4 separate regions of the Sus scrofa genome follow, and regions 1, 2 and 4 are each linked to region 3. The links are chromatin contacts, called in public Hi-C and promoter capture Hi-C maps. All regions are on one chromosome and are shown on one strand. The core of a region is the stretch at or near the end of the contact, and the rest is flanking DNA. Distances in the headings are between cores, read along the strand shown. Region 1 holds the start of SLC22A23 (solute carrier family 22 member 23). Region 2 has its middle 17 kb from the start of RIPK1. Region 3 holds the start of PSMG4 (proteasome assembly chaperone 4). Region 4 holds the start of RIPK1 (receptor-interacting serine/threonine-protein kinase 1).

Region 1 (2,700 bases), core at 92-2,591, 150 kb after region 3:
GAGCTGGGGGACAGGGAAGGAACGTTTTCACAAGCTGTTTGCTTCTCTGGCTACAACTGGGGCCAGTTGGCTTTGGTCTGTGTCCAAAGCCGGAGCTGGATGGCAAGGCCCTCCAGGAAGAACACCTGGGAAGAGGCACGATTCTCCCGGATGCTCTTTCTTTGTGGGAGACTGGGAGGCAGCTGGCTGGGCAAAGGGCAGAGCCCAGGTCTTGGCTCCAGCCCGTGGACCCTGAGAGGCGCGACCTCCAGGGCCGCCTGGTGACAGATCAGGCCTTGCCCTCCAAGGCCACCCCTGCCGGAACGAACTGACAGCTGGGGGGCGTGCGGGGGAGCTCGAGTCTTTGCAGAGGGAGGGGCGCCCCTTCCGTGTCTGCGCTGGGACGCGAGTTCGGGTACCCACTAGGGAAGGCTAAGGTGCCCCGGCGCCCCCGCGGAGGGCTGCCTAACTAAGCCTGGCTTCACACCCAGGCAAACACATCTGTTTGAGGGACGGGGGAGATCAAGCCCACGTGAGGTGCGTGGCCACGCGGGCTCGCAGCACTGCAGGTCCTGGGTCTGCACGAGGGCGCGGGGAGGGACCGCGGAGGACACAGCGCTCGGGAGGGGCACGCGGGGGCCGGGGCGGTCGCCGCCCTTACCTTGCTGACCACGTTCTGGACCAGGCCTGTGCGGATGCCGTAGTCCCACGCGTGGCAGTCGCAGTTGGAGGCGTTGTCCCCCTTGTCCGGAGGGGACGGCAGTGGCGGCGCGTCGCCCCCGTCCGCGCCGCTGCCGTTGCCAAGGGGGCCCGCCGTGCCCCAGGCGGCGGTGGAGGCGGGGGTGGTCGGGGGGCTGGTCCAGTTGGCCAGGTCGCCGCCGCCCCACCGGCCCGCGCCCGTGACCCCAGCCTGCTCGGCGTCTCTGCCGGCCCCGCGGCACCAGAAGTTGGGCTGGTCCAAGAGGAAGGAGTCCGAGAACTGGCTGAAGCCGATGAACAGCGCCGGGATCCAGGTGAGCAGCACGAGGGTCTTCTGGTAGCCGCCGCCCAGGCCCCCGAGGAAGGGCAGCACCGACCCGTCGTAGTCCAGCAACAGGAGGCTCGGGTGCGGGCCGCCCGCGGCGTGCGGGGCGGGCAGCGGCTGGATGTCGCCGCCGCCGCTGGGGCCCGCGCGTCCTCCGAGGGGCGCCGAGGCCGCCGCGTCCCCGGGCGGCAGGGCGCCGTTCTCCTCGGCCGCGGGCGGCAGCCGCCCGGGCCCGCCGCCCGCCGCCTCGCGCCGCCGGTCTATCGCCATGGCCCGGGCCCGCGGCGCCCGCAGAGGCGCATAGAGCGCGGCGGAGGCTCCCGCGGGGCTCCGGGCAGAGCGCGCGGGCCCGGCGCCGCCGCCGCCGCCGCCGCCGCCGAGGAGGGCCCGCCGCTCGCAGGGACGCTCGGCCGCCGCGCGCGTCAGTGCGCCTCCATGCCCGGCCACCCGCGCCCCGGCTGCGGCCCCGGCGGGCGCCGGGCGGAGGGCGGGCAGAGGCCGCGGCCCTCAGCCGCCGCCGCTCATCGGCTCAGCGGCCCGGGCGCCGGCGGCCGAGCCCGCCGCTCTCCGCGGCTCCGCGCCCGGCGCGCGAGAAGGAGGAGCGGGCGCCGCGCCTGTGCCAGAGCCGGCCGGCCGGAGCCCTGCGGAGCGCGGCGCGGGCGGTGCGGGCGACTCCGCGCTCCCCGCGCGCCGGGATGTATTTATCCGACCCCGGCGCCTCCCGGAAGCCGCGCGCTCGGGGCCAGCGTGCCGCGCCGGCCGCGCTCTCCGGCTCTGCTCTCCGGCCTCCCTCCGCCTCCCGCGCCCCGGCCCGCCCCCTCTCCCCCCGCGCGGTGGAGGTAACCGCGGCACCTGCTGCGCCGGCTCCTGCGCGCGAGCGCCCCCTCCGGCCGCCGCCGCCGCCGCCGCCGCGGGAGCCCGGGAGGGGCGGGGACACGGGATGCCCGGCCGGGGCCCCACGCGAGGATCCCCGCCCGGCGCCGCTCCGCGCCCGGCCGCCTGGGCCGGGGGCCCGGAGGGGGCGGCGCGCGCGGAGCGAGGGACCGGCTGGTCCTCAGGCTCGGCGCTCAGTGACCTCGGCTGCCTTCCCAAGTGCCCGCCACCAGACGCCCGCACCCCACGCCCGGTCCCGCGCCCAAGGGTGGCTAGCGTTCCGGAGCGACCCTCCTGCGCTTTTTCGAGGGGCCGGCAGGGTTGACTTTCGAGCCGAGGAGGCGCATGGCTCATTTCAGGCCGCGGGTCCCCCGCCACCGACCGCAGCACCCACCCCCAAACCGCCATTTCTTGCCCCGCTCCCAAAGGCATTCTGAGCCTGAGGCTGGAAGGATATGTTGCCAGCACCAAGTTACATGTACGTGACCGTGAACGGAGCCGGTGTTCCCCACCCCCTCCCCAAGATGCAGCCGCCCTTGGGGCGGAGTGCACAGGCGCACTCGCCGAGGCCAGCCTCCCCTCCTCTCCCGCGCTCCGCGCCGACCGTGCCCAGCCGGCGCCGTGCAAACAACACGGCCCTGCGGCAAACGGCCGCGTTCGCCTCTTTCCTCTTGCACCCAGGCCTGGCCCGGCACTCTTCGCCCGGCTCGCCCAGCGTTGCAGACGCTCGACATTCTGAGAAGTTTACTAATGCCTATCTGAAGTAGAGCAGTCCATTTCCAGCCTTGTTTGGGGGGGATTGAAAGAAATGCTGCTGCTTTCCG
Region 2 (2,700 bases), core at 77-2,576, 160 kb before region 3:
TTTCTTTTAGGTTGTCACATTTGTTGGCATATAATTGTTCATAGTATTCTTTTATGCTTGTTTTCATTTCTGCAGTATCTGTTGAGATTTTTCCCTTTTCATTTCTTTTCTCTCTCTCTCTTCTTTTTTAATGGCTGCACATGGAGATTCCCAAGCTAAGGGATGATTCAGAGCTGTAACTGCCAGCCTACACCACAGCCACAGCAACACGGGATCCAAGTGTGTCTGCGTGCGACCTACCCACAGCTCAAGACAACACGGGATCCTTTAGCCCACTGAGTCAGGCCAGGGATCAAACCCCTGTCTTCATGGATACTGGTTGGGTTCGTTACCGCTGCACCACGGAGGGAATCTCCTCATTTCTTATTTTTTTAATTTGGCTTCTCTCTCTCTTCTTCTTGGTGAGACTGCCCAGGGGTTTGTCAGTTTTTTTTACCCTTGTGTTTATTTTTTCCTATTTTTTTTTTGTTTGTTTGTTGTCTTTTTGCCTTTTCTAGGGCCACTCCTGCGGCATATGGAGGTTCCCAGGCTAGGGGTCGAATTGGAGCTGTAGCCGCTGGTCTACACCACAGCCACAGCAACACCAGATCTGAGCTGCGTCTGCAACCTACACCAGAGCTCACGGCAACGCTGGATCCTTAACCCACTGAGCAAGGCCAGGGATCGAACTTGCAACCTCGTGGTACCTAGTTGGATTCATTAACCACTGAGCCACGACGGAAACTCCTTAATTTTTCCTTTTTTTAATTTCTATTTTATTGTTTTCCTCTCTGATCTTTATGTATCTGATCTCCGCGGGTCGGGTAGGCGGCTTCCGGGGCTGGCGGGGGGGGGGGGGTCCTTTCCTCTTTCACAGCTCCCCCTCCAGAGTGCTGGTCCCGTCCTGATTGCTGTTTTTCTCCTCTCTCTCTCTCTTTTTTTTCTACCCACCTATGTGGAGGGTTTCTTGCCCTTTTGGGGTCTGAAGTCTTCTGCCAGCGGCCAGCGGATGTTCTGTGCGAATCGTTCTACCTGTAGACGTGGTTTCGTGGGCGAAGGGGAGCGCCACGCCTGCTCCTCCACCGTCTTGATCCCACTTCCTGGCTGATAGGTTTATGTCGTGGTGTTGGATCCAAAAAATCGCATGCCCTGGGGAACTAGGAGAGAGGACCCCCCCACCCCGCCCCGCCGTGAGGCCCCTGATTGCTGTAAAGGGAGAGGGGGAAGGAAATCAGGCTTTCAGGTTCCCAGGCCCCCTGCAGCCCCCAGGCCTGTTCCGGAGGCAGGAGGGATCTTTCGGGTCGTCGTTAGAGTCGATGGCCACGAGAGGGCGACAGAGCCCGCCTGGTGCTCCACGTGGGCCCTTCCAGGCTCAGAGCCGGGTTTCCAGGCAGGGAAGGGGGCACAGAGCATGTGACCAGCGAGGGGGTTGCTTGCAGGCCCCTCTGGGCCCCCTTTCCATTGTCTTCCTTGAGAGAGGGGACCGAACTCTGCTCAGACCCGCTGACTTTTTCCGGCGTCCAGACACCGGGACCGACCGCCCGGGGTCCGACCAGCACGTGACGTCACAGTCAGACCTCTGAGCTCGAGACACCGGCTTGAGCCACTGGCGTGCGGTTCTCCGCAGGCAGCCTCGCAGGGCCTTTGGCACCTGGGAAGCTCAGCTGATGCTCCTGAATGCGGCTTGCGGAGAAGCTGAGAGTTTGGTGTCGGTCCTCATCCCTGCCTGCGCACTCTCTCCCTCAGAGATTTCTTGTTCCTTCGGAGACCTTCCCCCCCCCCCCCCCGTCCTTGACCTCTGGGGGTCAAGTCCGTGAATTCAGTGGGACGCTGATGGGCTTCAAGCCCGTTCAGTGCCGAGGAGCGGGTGTGGCGGATCGGCGTGGGGAAGCGGTGTTGGGACGGGGGTCCTGGGGTCCTGGATCTCTTTCAGAGGGAAGTTTTCCCCTCAGTAAGGCTCCATCACTCTGAGAAGGATTGGAGGAAGGAAGTCAGCCTCTCAGGTGTTCAGGCCCATTCATTGCAGCCCCTGCCCTTGCTCAGGGGGCGGCTGAGGGAAGGGCCGGAAGAGGGCGCTCGAGCACAGAGGCCGCCTGGTGCCCCCGCTGTGCGCTCAGAGCTGGGCTTTGAGGTGGGCAGGAGGAGCGCCAAGGGTGTGTGTGACTCTGCAGGAGGGTAAGTGAGGGTGTGCCTCCGATTCTGCGGCTTAAATTGCTTGCATGATACAGGGAACTTAGTCCCACGTTCACATCCAGGGGTCCATGCGAGACGGATAGACGGAACGTTTTCTTTTTCTTTTTCTTTTTTAAGGAAACCCCAGACAGTTCTCCATGGTGGTTGTACCAATGTACTGTTTCCTACAGCAGTGCAGGAGGGTTCCCTTTTCCTCCACAACCTCTTCGGCGTGTATTTATTATTTATCAAAACTTTTTTTTTTTTTTTTTTTTGGTCCTTTTTAGGGCCGCACCGGCTGCATATGGAGGTTCCCAGGCTAGGGGTTGAATCGGAGCTGCAGCTGCTGACCTACACCACAGCCACAGCAACGCCGGATCCTTAACCCACCGAGCGAGGCCGGGGATCAAACCTGCAACCTCATGGTTTACTAGTCGGATTTGTTAACCACTGAGCCACGACAGGAACTCCAACATATTTTTCAATGGCCAGAGAAGTGGACCAACTTTCTGAATGTGGCTGTCATTTGACTTACCGCCAGCACACCTC
Region 3 (2,700 bases), core at 165-2,664:
ATCCCCAAAGTGAAAACAGTCCCAAAGAATATCAACACGTGTGAAGGGATAAACAGTGGTGCGTCCACACAGCAGAACAGTGCTCATCAATAAGGGAGAAGCGACCAACATACGTGACAACCTGGAGGAAACGCAAAATAACTGTGATGAGTGGAAAGGCAGACAAAAAATTGTGCATACGGCATCTTCCATTTACATAAAACTCCAGAAAATGCAAACTACTCTGTAGTGACCACCAGCAGCTCAGGGTTTGAGGAGGGGAAGGAAGGGTTACCAGGGGCTTCAGGAAGCCTCTGGGACTGATGGCCACGTGCCCTCTCTTGACTGCAACGATGGTTTCATGGGTTACACACGTGTCACAACTTCAATTTGAATCCTTGGAGTAGTGTACTTGTGTATTAATTATACATTAGGAAAGCTGTTGAAAACTGCTGACCTGAACATTAGGTGTGTAACTGAATCATTGATAACGAGCCAACAAACTTTCAACAATATTTGCCCTCATAAATGTCAATTTAATCAACCTAGCCCTTTTAGAGATTGAAAAAGCAGAACTCTGAGGGTTCTGACATAAACCCCAAGTCAGCTTAAGAGAATCGGACAAAAACGGGGCTGTGTGCTTTTACCCCAAAGGTTGTCTCGGCACATCGAAGGCCTTCTTATGTCAACCTTGTGGCCCAGAGTGACTGCAATTAAAGGTCCCAGCGGATGACACTGGCCCCCTTCATCTGCCTCCCTGTGGTCGTTCACATCCTTCCCACTCCCCTGGGAGGCGCCCGCTCTTACTCCCACTTTGCATATGCAAGGCCCGTGCTTGTACAGGACCTCAGCTCCGGGGGTTTGGGTCAGGTGAGGAAACCCACCCCTTAACTCAGTCCAGGTAACTGTCCTTTCTCGAGCTTTTCCCAGTATCTTTGCCATTCTCACGACTAGCTGCATTCAAGGCTTCCCGCAGTTTCCGGGCTGCCGGGACCAGCAGGATTTGGGAAAATCTAGCCATCCCGTACGATGGCGGCGGCTGCTCTGAGTGTTTTCGGCACCGACTAAAAGCGCTGTGCTTTGCCGGACGGCGCATCTCCACTCGGGAAGATTTTCCTGCACGTCTGTGCAGCAGTCAGTGAGGACGCCGACCCGCTGAGCCCAGGACGAGTCCAACGCAAGACAGAGTGCGGGTCAGGCCTGGGCTCTGCGCGGTCGGGGCTGGATCCGCCGCGGAGCCCGCGGGCAAGACCCGTCCCCTCTCGAGTAGGCCCCGCCCCGCCCCCTCTGGCTCTGCCCCGCCCACTCCTGGCCCGTCCCCACGGCTCCACCTGGGCCCCGCCCTTCCTCCCCGGAGAGCCTCGCTCACTCTCTGGCCCCGCCCACCCTCGGGCCCCGCCCCTGACCCAGGATCGAAAGCGAAGGCGCTCTCGGCGCTCGCTTGCTCTGGTCTGGCGGCGGCGGCGGGAACTGGTCCCCGCGTTCGGCCGGGCGTCCGGGCGGGCGGCATGGAGGGGCCGCGGGCCGCCGCGGCCGGGGACGTCTCTCTGCACAACTTCACCGCGAGGCTGTGGGAGCAGCTCGTCCACTTCCACGTCATGCGGCTGACGGACTCGCTCTTCCTGTGGGTGGGGGCCACGCCGCACCTGCGCAACCTGGCCGTGGCCATGTGCACCCGCTACGTGAGTGCGAGGGGAGGGCCAGGGGCAGGAGCGGAGAGGGGCCCGGTGGGGACGCCGGGGGAGGGGGAGGGAAGGGGGGTTTAGGGGGTGGGTCCCCAGGGGGCGGGGAGGGAGGGGAGAGGGCGCAGGAGAGGGCCTAGGGACTCGGGGGAGGGGTGGGAGCGGGGGTCGGGGCCGAACAGTGACCGAGGGCCTGCTGGGGACGCCACGGATTCCGTGGTCCCCAGATCTCCTGGGCCAGGGAGGCGGGAGGCCTAGGGTTCCCTGAGGCCCTTCCTGTGATGTCCTAGGGACCGGGGGCTGTGGGGGGCGGCGCTACCTTCGAGGAAGCTTCGTCCGGGCGCTAGGCTCGACTTCCACGCCCATCTCTGGTTAGAGTTTCAGGGCTTCCTCGTGGGGCCTCTGTCTTCTCACGCTCCTATCCAACCCCTTTTTTCACGCCGGCTCTGTGTTGCCCACGTTTCCTTTCATTTCCAGCACAGGCTTCTCTGCTGCCTTTCCACTCCAGTGTCTCAATGAAAAGTCTAACAGGCATCTCTGAGTGGGCCTTCGGAGCCCAGCTCCCCGCACCCCTGCTTCTGCAGCAGCCTGCTCCTCTCAGGTGCAGCAGCTCCATGCCACCCTCGGGGTCACCCTGGGATCCCCTCAGAACATGCAGAATCCAGCCCCTTCTCCCCTCCCTCACCTGCCACCTGGGCTAAGCCTTCCTCGGTATCTGTACTGTTTCTCAGAGCTGCTGTAACAAAGTGCAGTAGACTGGGTGGCTTAAAACAACAGAGATTGGGAGTTCCCTGGTGGCCTAGGGGGTTAAGGATCTGCTGTAGTCACAGCTGTGGCGAGGGTTCCACACCTGGCCTGGGAACCTCTGCATGCCTCGTTCCTCCTGGAGGCCCTGGGGGTAAGTCAGCCCGTCTCCTGGGCTTCTAGTGCTGCTGGCACTTTGGTGTCCTCGGCTGACACCCTCGTCATCCAGTCCTGCTGCCAGTGTTACAGGCCATCTCCTCTGTCTCTTCCTCTTTCTGAGGACACTAGTCCTGCT
Region 4 (2,727 bases), core at 134-2,633, 140 kb before region 3:
TCAATGGACATTTAGGTTGTTTCCATGTCCTGGCTCTTGTGAATAGTGCCGCAATGAACATGCAAGTGCATGTGTCTCTTTTAAGTAGAGCTTTGTCCGGATAGATGCCCAAGAGTGGGATTGCAGGGTCATATGGAAGTTCTATGTATAGATTTCTAAGGTATCTCCAAACTGTTCTCCATAGTGGCTGTACCAGTTTACATTCCCACCAACAGTGCAGGAGGGTTCCCTTTTCTCCACAGCCCCTCCAGCACTTGGTATTTGTGGATTTATTAATGATGGCCATTCTGACTGGTGTGAGGTGATATCTCATGGTAGTTTTGATTTGCATCTTTTTTTTTTTTTAAACTATAGCCCTCCTAACTTCCTCTGTCCCCATAAAAGTGTCCTCCTCTCCATTTTTGCTGGGGCTTTGCACACAGCTTCCTACAGTTGCAGACCCTGAAATGCAATCCTTTGTGGATCATGAATAAACCTTTTTTTTGAGAAATAGTTGGCAGTCTATTTTAAGTCAATAGGATGTACTGGTATCTCATTGCTGTTTAAAATCACAGTTTCTGGAGTTCTCTCGTGGCACAGCAGGTTAAGAGCCCAGCATTGTGACTGCAGTGGCTCAGGTTGCTTTAATGACATGGGGTCTATCCCAGGCCCAGGAACTTCCACATGCTGCTTGAGTGCAGCCAAAATAAATAAATGAATAAGAAGAAATTCATAATTTCCTAGTGACTTCTAATATTGACCATCTTTTCACATGCCATCTATATGGTAAAGTGACTGTTCAGATCTTTTGCCCATTTTCTTACTGCGATGTTCCTTTTCTTAGGTTTTTACTTCATTTTGGGTAATACTGTTTTAATATATGTGCTTTTTCTTAGTTTGTGGCATCTCATTCTCTTGATGTATGTACCGTTTTACAGTATGTTATCACGCTGTGTATAAGCTTTTTAACGTAACACTAGAGCAAGTATTTCCCATTTTGCTTGAGACTTCCCAATTATCATTGCAAAAGACTGCAAAATAAATACCTTGCTCTTCTACTCTAAAATCCAGAGTAGATTTTATTATCCTCGCTGTACAGGTGAGGGAGATGAGAGCATGATAATTGCCTATAGTTCCAGCGCCGCTGACCCGCGGAGCTGAGAACTCCCCTGGGGCTGCATGCCCCACCTGGGAGGTTTCTAAGAGTGGTTTCTAAGACTCCGCGCACTTCCTCTCCGGGCCTCCGGACTCGCTCTGAAACGCAGCAAAGCCGCGACATCTGGCTGGGCGCACTCCAGGTTCCGAAAGCTGTCCAGGAGGCCCGGCCGGCGGCGGGGCGGGCGCTCGGCTCGCCCTCCTCCGGGGCAGGGGCAGGGGCAGAAGGCGGAGCGAGCAGTCCACGCCCTCCTCCGGCCGAGCTCACTCAGTCGGCGCGCAGGCGACGGGGACACCGGATCGGCTTTCTGGAGCGCCGGTCCCGGCGGGCCCACTCCGCGAGGGCCGGAGCGCGCCGACCCACGGGGCAGCAGGCGGCGGACGGCGGGCTCGCGCAGCCGGGGGCGGGGAGCGCGGGGCCGCCCCGCCGGTGTCGCAGCCGACGGCTCAGCCCGCGGCGACCCTCGTCAGGCTCCGCGCCGGCGACGCTGCCGGGCGTCGGGGCAATCCTGGACTGCCCCCGCCGCCTCGTCCTCCACCCGGCCCCGGCCCCCGCCTCGGCCTCGGGAAGCTGCCCGCGGAAGCGAAAGCGAATCCTTCGGTGGGTCTGCGCTGGGAACCCGGACCGCGGTCAGGTTCCCCGAACGGCTTCCGCCCAGGGCGGGGCTCCCGCTTCCGGCGCGCGGGCGGCGGGCGGGCGACCGCGTTCCGGACGGACGGGGCGGCGGGCCGGTCAGGTGGTGAGCGTGGCCGTCGGCGTTCCCGGAAGTCAGGCTGTGGGCGTGGCCCGCGACCTCGTTCCGGGCGGCGGGGTTCTCCGCGGGTCGGACCAGGGACGCGGGTCCGGCGACGGGTGCTGGGCGCGGCCCGCGGCGCTCCCGGGGTCTGGCGGTGGGCGTGGCCCAGGCCTTCCCGGAAGTCGGCCGGCGGTCCGCGCGGGGTGGGCGTGGCCCAGGCGTTCCCGGAAGTCGGGCGCGGGCCGGTTACCTGGCCGCAGCGCGGCGGCTCCCCGCTGGCGGGTGGTTTCGGTCTGGCGGTCCGAGGGCGGAGCCCTGCCTCCCCTGTGATGTTGGAACCAACCGACGCCGTTCCCGCTGTCGAGCTGGTGGGGGAGGTGGGGTTTCACGGCGGTGTCATTGAGCCCGGCCTCCTTACCGCCCTTCGGAAGGACCTTCGCCTGGGGCCTGGGGCCGCCGCGGCTCGCGGGACGGGGGCGTTTCCGCGTAGCCTCGGCCGGGAGCCGGCAAGTGGGAGAGAAGGGTCCACAGCGACGAAGGGGCAGGATGTCGTAACCCCAGGAGGCCTCGTCCGTGGCCAGTGGCGTTTGCTCTTACCAAGCGCTCCACGACCTCGTCGGAGTTTTTGAAGAGGGCGAGCTAAGTTCTTCTTCCCTGAGCCGTGGACAAAACCCCGCCGGAGGCGTGGTGGTTGGTTGTCTCGGCCTGTTGCTGATCGTTTGGCAGCTCCTTGCTCAGAGCTCTTGTGTATCTTGGACAAAGCCTGAAGCCTTTGCACTCAACCAACTTTGCCGAAGTTCTTCGGTCTTTAGACCACTGTTCTTACCCCAAGTTTTACACTCGGAGAAATCAAGGC

The links. Promoter capture Hi-C pulls out the DNA fragments that hold promoters and counts their contacts. A called contact is a pair of places that touch in the nucleus more often than the background predicts.
Region 1: a contact with region 3 is called in a Hi-C map of skeletal muscle, with 2.6 times the contacts expected there. The contact joins the promoter of SLC22A23 here to the promoter of PSMG4 in region 3. A contact is called at or near these places in 2 of 5 promoter capture datasets (fetal liver and liver) and 6 of 47 Hi-C or Micro-C datasets (liver, psoas muscle and skeletal muscle).
Region 2: a contact with region 3 is called in a Hi-C map of undifferentiated spermatogonia, with 2.2 times the contacts expected there. The contact joins the enhancer-like site here to the promoter of PSMG4 in region 3. A contact is called at or near these places in 2 of 5 promoter capture datasets (fetal liver and liver) and 10 of 47 Hi-C or Micro-C datasets (embryonic fibroblasts, epiblast stem cells, fetal skeletal muscle and 5 more).
Region 4: a contact with region 3 is called in a promoter capture Hi-C map of liver, with 2.8 times the contacts expected there. The contact joins the promoter of RIPK1 here to the promoter of PSMG4 in region 3. A contact is called at or near these places in 2 of 5 promoter capture datasets (fetal liver and liver), 2 of 47 Hi-C or Micro-C datasets (epiblast stem cells and liver) and 1 of 2 datasets of contacts at active chromatin or transcription factors (alveolar macrophages).

Annotation. Positions count from the first base shown.
Region 1 is chr7:2,130,437-2,133,136 of Sscrofa11.1, forward strand. It overlaps SLC22A23 (solute carrier family 22 member 23), which reads right to left and starts at 1,342. Exons shown (of 11, transcript XM_013977405.2): 1 at 641-1,342. The coding sequence starts at 1,273.
Region 2 is chr7:1,822,410-1,825,109 of Sscrofa11.1, forward strand. No RefSeq gene overlaps it. Among named protein-coding and RNA genes, the nearest start is that of RIPK1, 17 kb to the right of the region's middle. Within about 2 kb of position 1,327, at least 29 of the 83 cell types and tissues checked have an H3K27ac peak or open chromatin away from gene starts, as enhancers often do. A contact at or near this core is called in embryonic fibroblasts, epiblast stem cells, fetal liver and 1 more, where this site is marked.
Region 3 is chr7:1,978,881-1,981,580 of Sscrofa11.1, forward strand. PSMG4 (proteasome assembly chaperone 4) reads left to right here and starts at 1,415. Exons shown (of 3, transcript XM_001927667.5): 1 at 1,415-1,661. The coding sequence starts at 1,488. It overlaps LOC110261762 (a long non-coding RNA gene), which reads right to left and starts at 1,338. Exons shown (of 2, transcript XR_002346234.1): 1 at 864-1,338; 2 at 1-121.
Region 4 is chr7:1,839,760-1,842,486 of Sscrofa11.1, forward strand. RIPK1 (receptor-interacting serine/threonine-protein kinase 1) reads left to right here and starts at 1,384. Exons shown (of 12, transcript XM_005665537.3): 1 at 1,384-2,727.